Regions from separate parts of the Mus musculus genome. Here region 1 is linked to region 2. Evidence: chromatin contacts called from public HiChIP or PLAC-seq data. All regions are on one chromosome and are shown on one strand. The core of a region is the stretch at or near the end of the contact, and the rest is flanking DNA. Distances in the headings are between cores, read along the strand shown.

Region 1 (3,977 bases), core at 967-3,466, 840 kb before region 2:
AATCCTCAATACGTTGTAATTGTGCATTCTGTAAGGCTTTTTTCACCTTTTGTAAGGCCTGGTTAGCAGCTAGAGTAAGAGCCCTAGGGGAGGAGATATGAGGATCTCCTTCTAAAATACCAAACAAAGGCCTTAACTCAGCGGAAGGAATCTTTAAAAAAGGTCTGAGCCAATTAATATCTCCCAACAGCTTTTGAAAATCATTTAAGGTATGGAGGTGATCTCTTTTTATCTAAACATGTAAATATTGATTTCTCTCAAAGGAGGAAATATGCATGACATCCATTTGTCAGACCTGTAATGGCCTGACGCCACGAGGGTTTACCCCTACGTGAGTAGATAAAATTTGACAACAATCTAAAGGCATTATTAAGTAATCAGAATCATTTTCAGTAGAACCAATCCCTCTTGCAGCTCTAGGAATACCAGAGGAAGAAAAAACAGCCATGTAGGCTTGGCAAAATTATTAGTTGAGCTATTTTGTCCCCTTGTGATATAGAAAAGACAACTTGAGGACAAGAACAGAGAACCTGAAGTTCCCCTGTATAATCTTGATCTATAACTCTAGGGTGGACAATAAGACCTTGTAGGCTGTAAGAGCCTGCCTCTGTCATTATTGTCCAGTGGCTTCACCTGCTCGGGAGAGCGCCTTCCAGGCCCTAATAGCCTTTTTATCTGATTCAGAACTACTAAGAACTGGCTCCTCTAATTGATCTTTTTTCTTTTCTTTTTCCTTTTTCTTCCTTCTAATCTCTCCCCAGGTATTCTTACCTGACCTAAACTTTTCCTCGGGTTCAAGACCCTTGGAAAGGCCTGTATACTTATTTTGTGAACCATATTTTCTCTTTGTTCCTATTCTCTCTCCCCGCTTTACTTCTGATAGATTGTCCTGAACTTCATCCAGAATCCGCCCTGCCTTAACCACTTGATAACATGTGAAAAGGAACAAAAGGGCTTCTAACACTAGAGAAAGTTCAAGGCCAAACATACCTTGTAAAGCTATTTTCCACTTTACTTCTGATAGACTGTCTTGAATTTCGTTAGAAAGTTCAAGGCCAGGCGTACCTTGTAAAGCTATTTTCCACTTTACTTCTGATAGACTGTCTTGAATTTCCTTAGAAAGTTCAAGACCAGACTTACCTTGTAAAGCTGTACTCACTGGTACTTCTGTTTCCCAGCTGAAAAGTTCTGAATTCATGCAGTTGAATCCTTCTCAACAGTCTGTTTTACGGGAACCTTTATTACCGTGACCCGCAGTTCTGGTTCTGGAATGAGGGATCTTCCTTGCGCCGGTCCCGAGTTTTCTTGTATTTTTTCGTCCCGGATTTTTTCTCGTCCCGGGTTTCGGCACCAACTGTTATACGCGTTCTCACGACCGGCCAGGAAAGAACACAACAAACCAGAATCTTCTGCGGCAAAACTTTATTGCTTACATCTTCAGGAGCAGGAGCGCAAAACCCCAAACCCCAAAAACGAAAGCCCCCTTCTTACATCTTTAAGAGCCAGAGCGCCAGCGTGCCAGAGTGAAAGCGCAAGAAGCGCAAGTAAGAGAGCTATTGTTTACATCTTTTAGAGCAAGCGCGCCAGAGCGCAAGCAAGAGAGGAGAATGGCGGAAACCCCGTCCCCTTTAAGGAGGAGTTATCCTTCGCTTAGGACGCATCACTCCCTGATTGGCTGCAGCCCATGGCCGAGCTGACGTCACGGGAAAGGCAGAGTACAAGTAGTGGTAAAATACCCTTGGCACATGCGCAGATTATTTGTTTACCACTTAGAACACAGGATGTCAGCGCCATCTTGTGACGGCGAATGTGGGGGCGGCTCCCAACACCTGGGCTGACTACAGTTTATTTTCTCTAATCTTTAATGGAAGGGAGTCTCTGTTTAGTCTCTTAGAAATAAGTGAAATGTCTTATGAAAAGATATATAGCTAAGTGTAGTGATTCACATCTATAACCCCAATCTCGAAAGTGAGAAGAAGGAACATGAGTTCAAACCCAGCCTGCGCTGTATGAGATCCTGTCCAAAAAAATAAACAAACAGAACACCAAAACAAATAGACATACTATAAAAATTATTAAAACTAATTGGTTACAGTAAAATACATGTTAGAGTTCAAAGGAACATTAGGCTTAAAACAATAAACACTTGGGACGTTAAACACAAGAGCTTGCAGCTCATCAGGCAAGAGGAAATAGCAGGTCTGTCTCAGCGGGCTCTAGCTGGCTTCCAGAAAGCCCCCAATTCAGGAACATAAGCCAAGCACTATTGTCCCCTCACATGCCCGTATATCTAACCATAGCAGGTTGACTTATGGGTAAGGACAGATTATAAAAAGTTTCCTCCTCTTCTAGGAAGGAGACCACCCCATACCATCCCACAGGCAAGAAACTAGCTATGATATACCCAGAAAAACACAGCTGTATCTTGGTAGTTGTGGTAGGAGTTAGTTCCCCATAAACAAAAAGACAGGGTCATGTGTTCATTTGCATTCTTAACTGCAGGCCGGTCATAGGAACGTGAGAACAAAGGCAACACATGTAATTAATGCCAGCAGTCTCAGCTAAGGTCAGCTGACAGACCAAGCCTAGGCGAAAAGAGAACGAATAGGCAGAGCAACTATGATGCCTGTTCAGTGTCCTGAGTGGGCAGTGTGTGACCATCTCCCCAGCCAGGTCTGGGGGACATGCACAGAGCATGTGAGGCTCATTGGCTTGATCTGTACCCAGAAATAAACCAAACTCAATGGAAATGACCTTAGTTCTTGTCCAGTTTCTGCCATAATTCCTGTAAAAATTCCCAAGGCATACGGACTGGTAGCTTTTCTCTCTTGGGACCCAAGCCTTTGGAGCCCTTTTCACTTTGTAACAAGCCTACTTTTCAATCCCTCGCCCCTGTCTTTGTTCAGCCTGATCTTATTGAAGGCATCTTCTGAACCAATTCTCCTTCTCCAATGACTCTAGCTTGTGTCAAGGTAAGCGAAAACTATCCAGCATACGTCTACCTTGTTTCTGATACAGGTATCTCATGGATCCCAGTATCTCAAGCTGGTCTGAGGCTGGCCTGGAACTCTTGACTCTGCTGAGTCCAACTCCATGTCCTGGGATGGCATGTGTGTGCCACCACAACGTGTTTGTGCAGTGTTGGGGACTGAACCCAGGGCTTTCTAGATGACAGGCAAGCACTGTGCCGAGTAAGGAGCATTCCCACCACCACAGATTTTTTTTTTTAAAATCCCACACTTTCAGTGAAACACAATAGAGCTACACAGCCACACTGTGTGCAAATCCCCATGTCCACAGTGACGGAAGGAAGCTGACTCACTGTACCCATGTGCTTATCACCTGATCTCCTAACGCTCCCCTGTTCATTTTAGTCGTCCTGGTCACCAGTTGACAATATCCTCCTGCCAATATCTTGAATACTTTGCTTCACTGCTCCTTTCTCACCTGCAAGTGAACAAGAGAGTCGCACCCTTGCGGACAGAGACACCATCACTTGATAGTCACCAATTTGTCTTGGATTCTATTCCCACAAAGGCAGAGCCTGAGGCAAGGGAGAGAGAGAGAGAGAGAGAGAGAGAGAGAGAGAGAGAGAGAGAGAGAGAGAGAGAGAGACTATTCTGTCATGACCAAGATCTCCTTTCCATATCTTCTTTTTAAATAGACATTTGCTATTTTGTGTAATAGACATTTGCTATTTTGTGTATGTGTGCACACTTACACACATGTGTGTTCTGTGGTGTGCACGTGAAAGTCAGAGGACAGCTTGCAGAAGTCAGTTCTCTCATTCTCTGGGTTCCGGGGATTGAACTTTTGTCAGGCTTAGTAGCAACCACCTTCATTCATTGAGCCATCCTCTCTCTCTCCCTGGGTGCTGGGAAGATAGGCAGAAACAACCACACAGGCTTCTGTGCCTTTGTGGTACTGTAGTAGAGTCTTCTGTCTCCAGCCCTCCTGCTTCCTCTCCCTCTTTGCTT
Region 2 (4,320 bases), core at 1,108-3,607:
GCCAGGCGCTTGTACTAGGCCTATAGCAAACCTTCAGGAGTAACTGGTATTGTCTTATAAGGAGTTGAGGCTCACAGGCACTAGAACCTCTAACCAAACCACACCCATGCAAAATGAAGGATCTCCAAGACATTCCTGATGGTTGAGAGGTGAAATCTAACAGACATCCGATTCTACTTTCGTTTCTGTTGCTTCCTGACGAAAGCAACCCAGGGGAGAAAAAGTTCTGTTAGCTCACCCTTCTTTCAAAGAAGTCACGGTGGCACTTGAAACAGCTAGTTCCAGCTCATCCTCCGTCAAGAGGAGCAGGAACCAATGCGCATGCCTAGTGCTCAGCTACCGTGCTCTTTCTCTGCAGTCCAGGGCACAGAGTCAAGCATGGCTGCCACATCTTCCCTTAGCAGGTAAGGCAATCAATGAAGGAGAAAGAACCAGAGGGACGGAGGTAAACCAGGAAAGCAAAAGTAGATTCCCCAAAATGGCAGCTTCTGTTCAGAAAACATTTCAAAGAGAAATGGTTGAAAGGCATGGAGACAGGCATCTAGGGAGGAGGAGAGAGGGGCCCTATGAAACACCAACACCAGCTTCTATTTAGCAGACTTATTTTCCCTTTGCCTGTGGCTGCTGCTTGCTCTTCTGTCTTTCCCAGTTGTTCAATTCTTTGTTCATACTAGGGAACAAACTCACATGCAGCAGGCAGTCTCCACCACACCCCACACCCCTACAATCAAGACGGTACCTTACAGACACGCCCTCAAGCCAACCTGACCCAGACAGTCTCTCACTGAGACTCTAGGTTCTAGGTCATGATGCCCTAGAGGTAACAACCATCGCCCTTCCTCATGAACTTGTAACTTAACAAGATCTAAATTTTGAAGCTAAGAAGAGAACGTTGTGGGTGTCTAGGAATAAGGAGGAAGTTACCCCAGAAGAGAGGCATCTGTGCCCTTCAGGCTGCTCCGATTCTGCCTCAGCTGTATCTGTTGGGGGAGACAGGTGAGGTGAGAGCCGGGAGTGTGGTCTGAGAACCAGCTGCTCTGGTGTCTTATGAGCAGCAAAGAAGTGCAGCATTTCATTAATTGTGAAACCTGTTGAGTCACCGCCTGCACCTGGACGGATGATTTCGGTGCCTAGAAAAGCTTAAGCAGCACCAGTCTACAGCATTCTCAGGGACAGAAAACTCAGATGCAGTTCAGAAAAATTCCCAACAGTTAGAAATTTGGTTCAGTGAGCATTCTCAAACCGGGAAGTCCCTGAAGCAAGCCAGCCCAGAGGCACAGCCTGGTAGTCCCAGCTACTCTAGAGGCTGGGGCAGTGGCAGTCATGGGAAGACTTTGCCTGGACTATCCAAGAGTTTAAGGCCAGCCTGGGTACCAAGAGGTCTGGAAATGTGGGCCAGTGGTCCAGAGCCTGTGTGGTTTGTAGGATGTGCTAGGCCCACTGTAAATTTGCAGTACGATACACAGAAAAAAGGAGGGGAGGGACAGAGGGAGGGAGGAAGAAAGGGACAGGGAAAAAAGAGGAAGGAAGAAAGAGAGGAAGGGAGGATGGAGGGAGGGAAAAGAAGAGAATACTAGAGTCCTTTATAATTCCAGCTGCTTCTTGGGGCTTTGTTGTGACTTTTTACTGCACCCCCAGCTCTTAGCTCCAGTGCTCCCCAGCCCCCAGCCTCAGTACCCAGTACTTCCTGATACCCATCTCCTAGTGCTCCCCAGCCTCATTTCTCAGTGCTCCCCAGCTTCCATCTCCCAATGCTCCCCAGGCTCATCTCATAGTGCTCCCCAGTATCCAGTGCCCAGTGTTCTCCATTCCCCACCAGCCATCTCCCAGCCCCCAGTGCCTAATGCTCCCCAGCACTCAGCAGCCATCTCCCAGGGCCCAGGGCCCAATGCTCAGTCCCAGCACCTAGTCCCCAACCCAGTTCTCAGTTCCCAGCTCAGCCCACAGGCCCTGAGCCAAGACCCCTCAGAGGTCCTGGAGACCAAGGTCATTTGTAATCAGAGTTTTTGTAGGGCTTTTTTCTTTAATGATGTCACATAGCTTCCACCCTCAGAGAATCTATCTGAGCCTTGGTGGGCGCTCAAGGTCTCTAGATCTTGTCTAATGTTTCCTGAATGCAGTCAACAGAGAATCTCTGTATGGGGGTGGGGGGTGGGGGACCACAAAAAATGGATTCAGGAAAGAAGAAGCTGTTTTAAAGGTTAATTGTTGATTCTATTTATAAAGATAATCTCGTGTAGCCTTGGCTAGCTTCCAGCCTCCCTCCCTCCCTCCGTAGCTAAGGAAGTCTTCAGGCTTGCTGCTCTCCTCTAGGGCTGGGGTTAGAGGCTTGCACAACCACACCTGGTTTCAGTGGTGCTGGGGGATGAAGCCAGAGCCTTGTGCGTGCGTGCACGGTGCTAGCCACTGAACTGAATCTCCAGCTTCATGAGTCCATCTAAAAATACATAACTGCAGATGTTGTTGAAACTGTCCAATGACCAGGGTGCATGGGGCTACTGTCTGCACTGTGTGTTTCTGTTTGTGGTTGGGGCACTTGCTCACCCACCCTGTTATTAGCAGAGTTCCTCCTGTGCTTCTCTCCTAGATACAAAGTGTTGGTCCTCCTCTCTCTGTCCTCCGTCTCACAGCCCACAGTTGATAAACTTCCCATCAGTCAGGTGTCTCAGCCCTGAAAATGGATGGGCTAGCCTGCTCTCAAGCTGAAAACAGATGGGCTAGCCTGCTCTCAAACTGAATTTCTAAAAGGAGGTTTCAACAAGGGATGGGTGAGGGGAAACCTGGAGGCAGTGGGACAGCACTAGAGGAATCAGTGTGGACTGACATAGCTATGTCTTGGAAGGACCCTTTCTTGCTGCACCCTGGGTCTCGTCCTCCTGGGTGGCCACAAAGCAGTCGTGAAAGTCTACTCAGCAGAGAGCCAGGTCTGTCAGGTTCACCTCTTTGGGGTCCAGGACCTTGAGAACATGTTACAGCCTTGCTTTTTTTCTCCCGTGTGTCATGACACGTGCCTTAAATAGTTTGTTTAGCTTTCAGTCAAGGAAAGGAGGCTACCACCAGGTACTCTGACACAGAATTGATGTTAATGTTAAATTTCCTGAAGTTGATCAACTTGTTATGGGTGTGTTATGGGATATTAATGTATTTGGGGTCAATGGGTCAATGGTTATCAACTCACTTCCAAAGACTCAGTCAAAACTTTAACAGAAATAGTAATACTACCTCTCTCTCTCTCTCTCTCTCTCTCTCTCTCTCTCTCTCTCCCCACAGTGCATTGGGCTCTCCCAAACTAATAATAAATTTAAAAAAATGCCTTACAGGCATGCCTATAGGTAATCTGATGGAAGTATTTTTTCATTTAAGGTTCCCTCTTCCTTGATCTGGCTAGGTTTATGCAAATTGCTAAAAACAAAAAGCAAAACAAACTTAAACAACCTTTTGAGGGATTCCCTCCTGAAAGTTAAGAGTTGTGCTGTAAGATCGAGAATCGATAAATGGGACCTCATAAAGTTACAAAGCTTCTGCAAGGCAAAAGACACCGTCAATAAGACAAAAAGACCACCAACAGATTGGGAAAGGATCTTTACCTATCCTAAATCAGATAGGGGACTAATATCCAATATATATAAAGAACTCAAGAAGGTGGACTCCAGAAAATCAAATAACCCCATTTAAAAATGGGGCTCAGAGCTGAACAAAGAATTCTCACCTGAGTAATACCGAATGGCACAGAAGTGCCTGAAAAAATGTTCAACATCCTTAATCATCAGGGAAATGCAAATCAAAACCACCCTGAGATTCCACCTCTCACCAGTCAGAATGGCTAAGATCAAAAATTCAGGTGACAGCAGATGCTGGCGAGGATACGGAGAAAGAGGAACAGTCCTCCATTGTTGGTGGGATTGCAAGCTTGTACAACCACTCTGGAAATCAGTCTGGCGGTTCCTCAGAAAATTGGACATAGAACTACCGAAGGATCCCGCAATACCTCTCCTGGGCATATATCCAGAAGATGTCCCAACCGGTAAGAAGGACACATGCTCCACTATGTTCATAGCAGCCTTATTTATAATAGCCAGAAGCTGGAAAGAACCCAGATGCCCCTCAACAGAGGAATGGATACAGAAAATGTGGTACATTTACACAATGGAGTACTACTCAGCTATTAAAAAGAATGAATTTATGAAATTCCTAGGCAAATGGATGGACCTGGAGAGCATCATCCTGAGTGAGGTAACCCAATCACAAAGGAACTCACACAATATGTACTCACTGGTAAGTGGATATTAGCCTAGAAACTTAGGATACCCAAGATATAAG

The links. HiChIP or PLAC-seq counts read pairs in DNA pulled down with a chosen protein or histone mark.
Region 1: a contact with region 2 is called in an H3K27ac HiChIP or PLAC-seq map of large pre-B cells, with 2.1 times the contacts expected there. The contact joins two enhancer-like sites.

The regions. Positions count from the first base shown.
Region 1 is chr6:146,687,555-146,691,531 of GRCm38.p6, reverse strand. No RefSeq gene overlaps it. Among named protein-coding and RNA genes, the nearest start is that of 4930479D17Rik, 32 kb to the right of the region's middle. Within about 2 kb of position 2,216, at least 14 of the 459 cell types and tissues checked have an H3K27ac peak or open chromatin away from gene starts, as enhancers often do.
Region 2 is chr6:145,843,863-145,848,182 of GRCm38.p6, reverse strand. No RefSeq gene overlaps it. Among named protein-coding and RNA genes, the nearest start is that of Gm38927, 3.6 kb to the right of the region's middle. Within about 2 kb of position 2,357, at least 34 of the 459 cell types and tissues checked have an H3K27ac peak or open chromatin away from gene starts, as enhancers often do.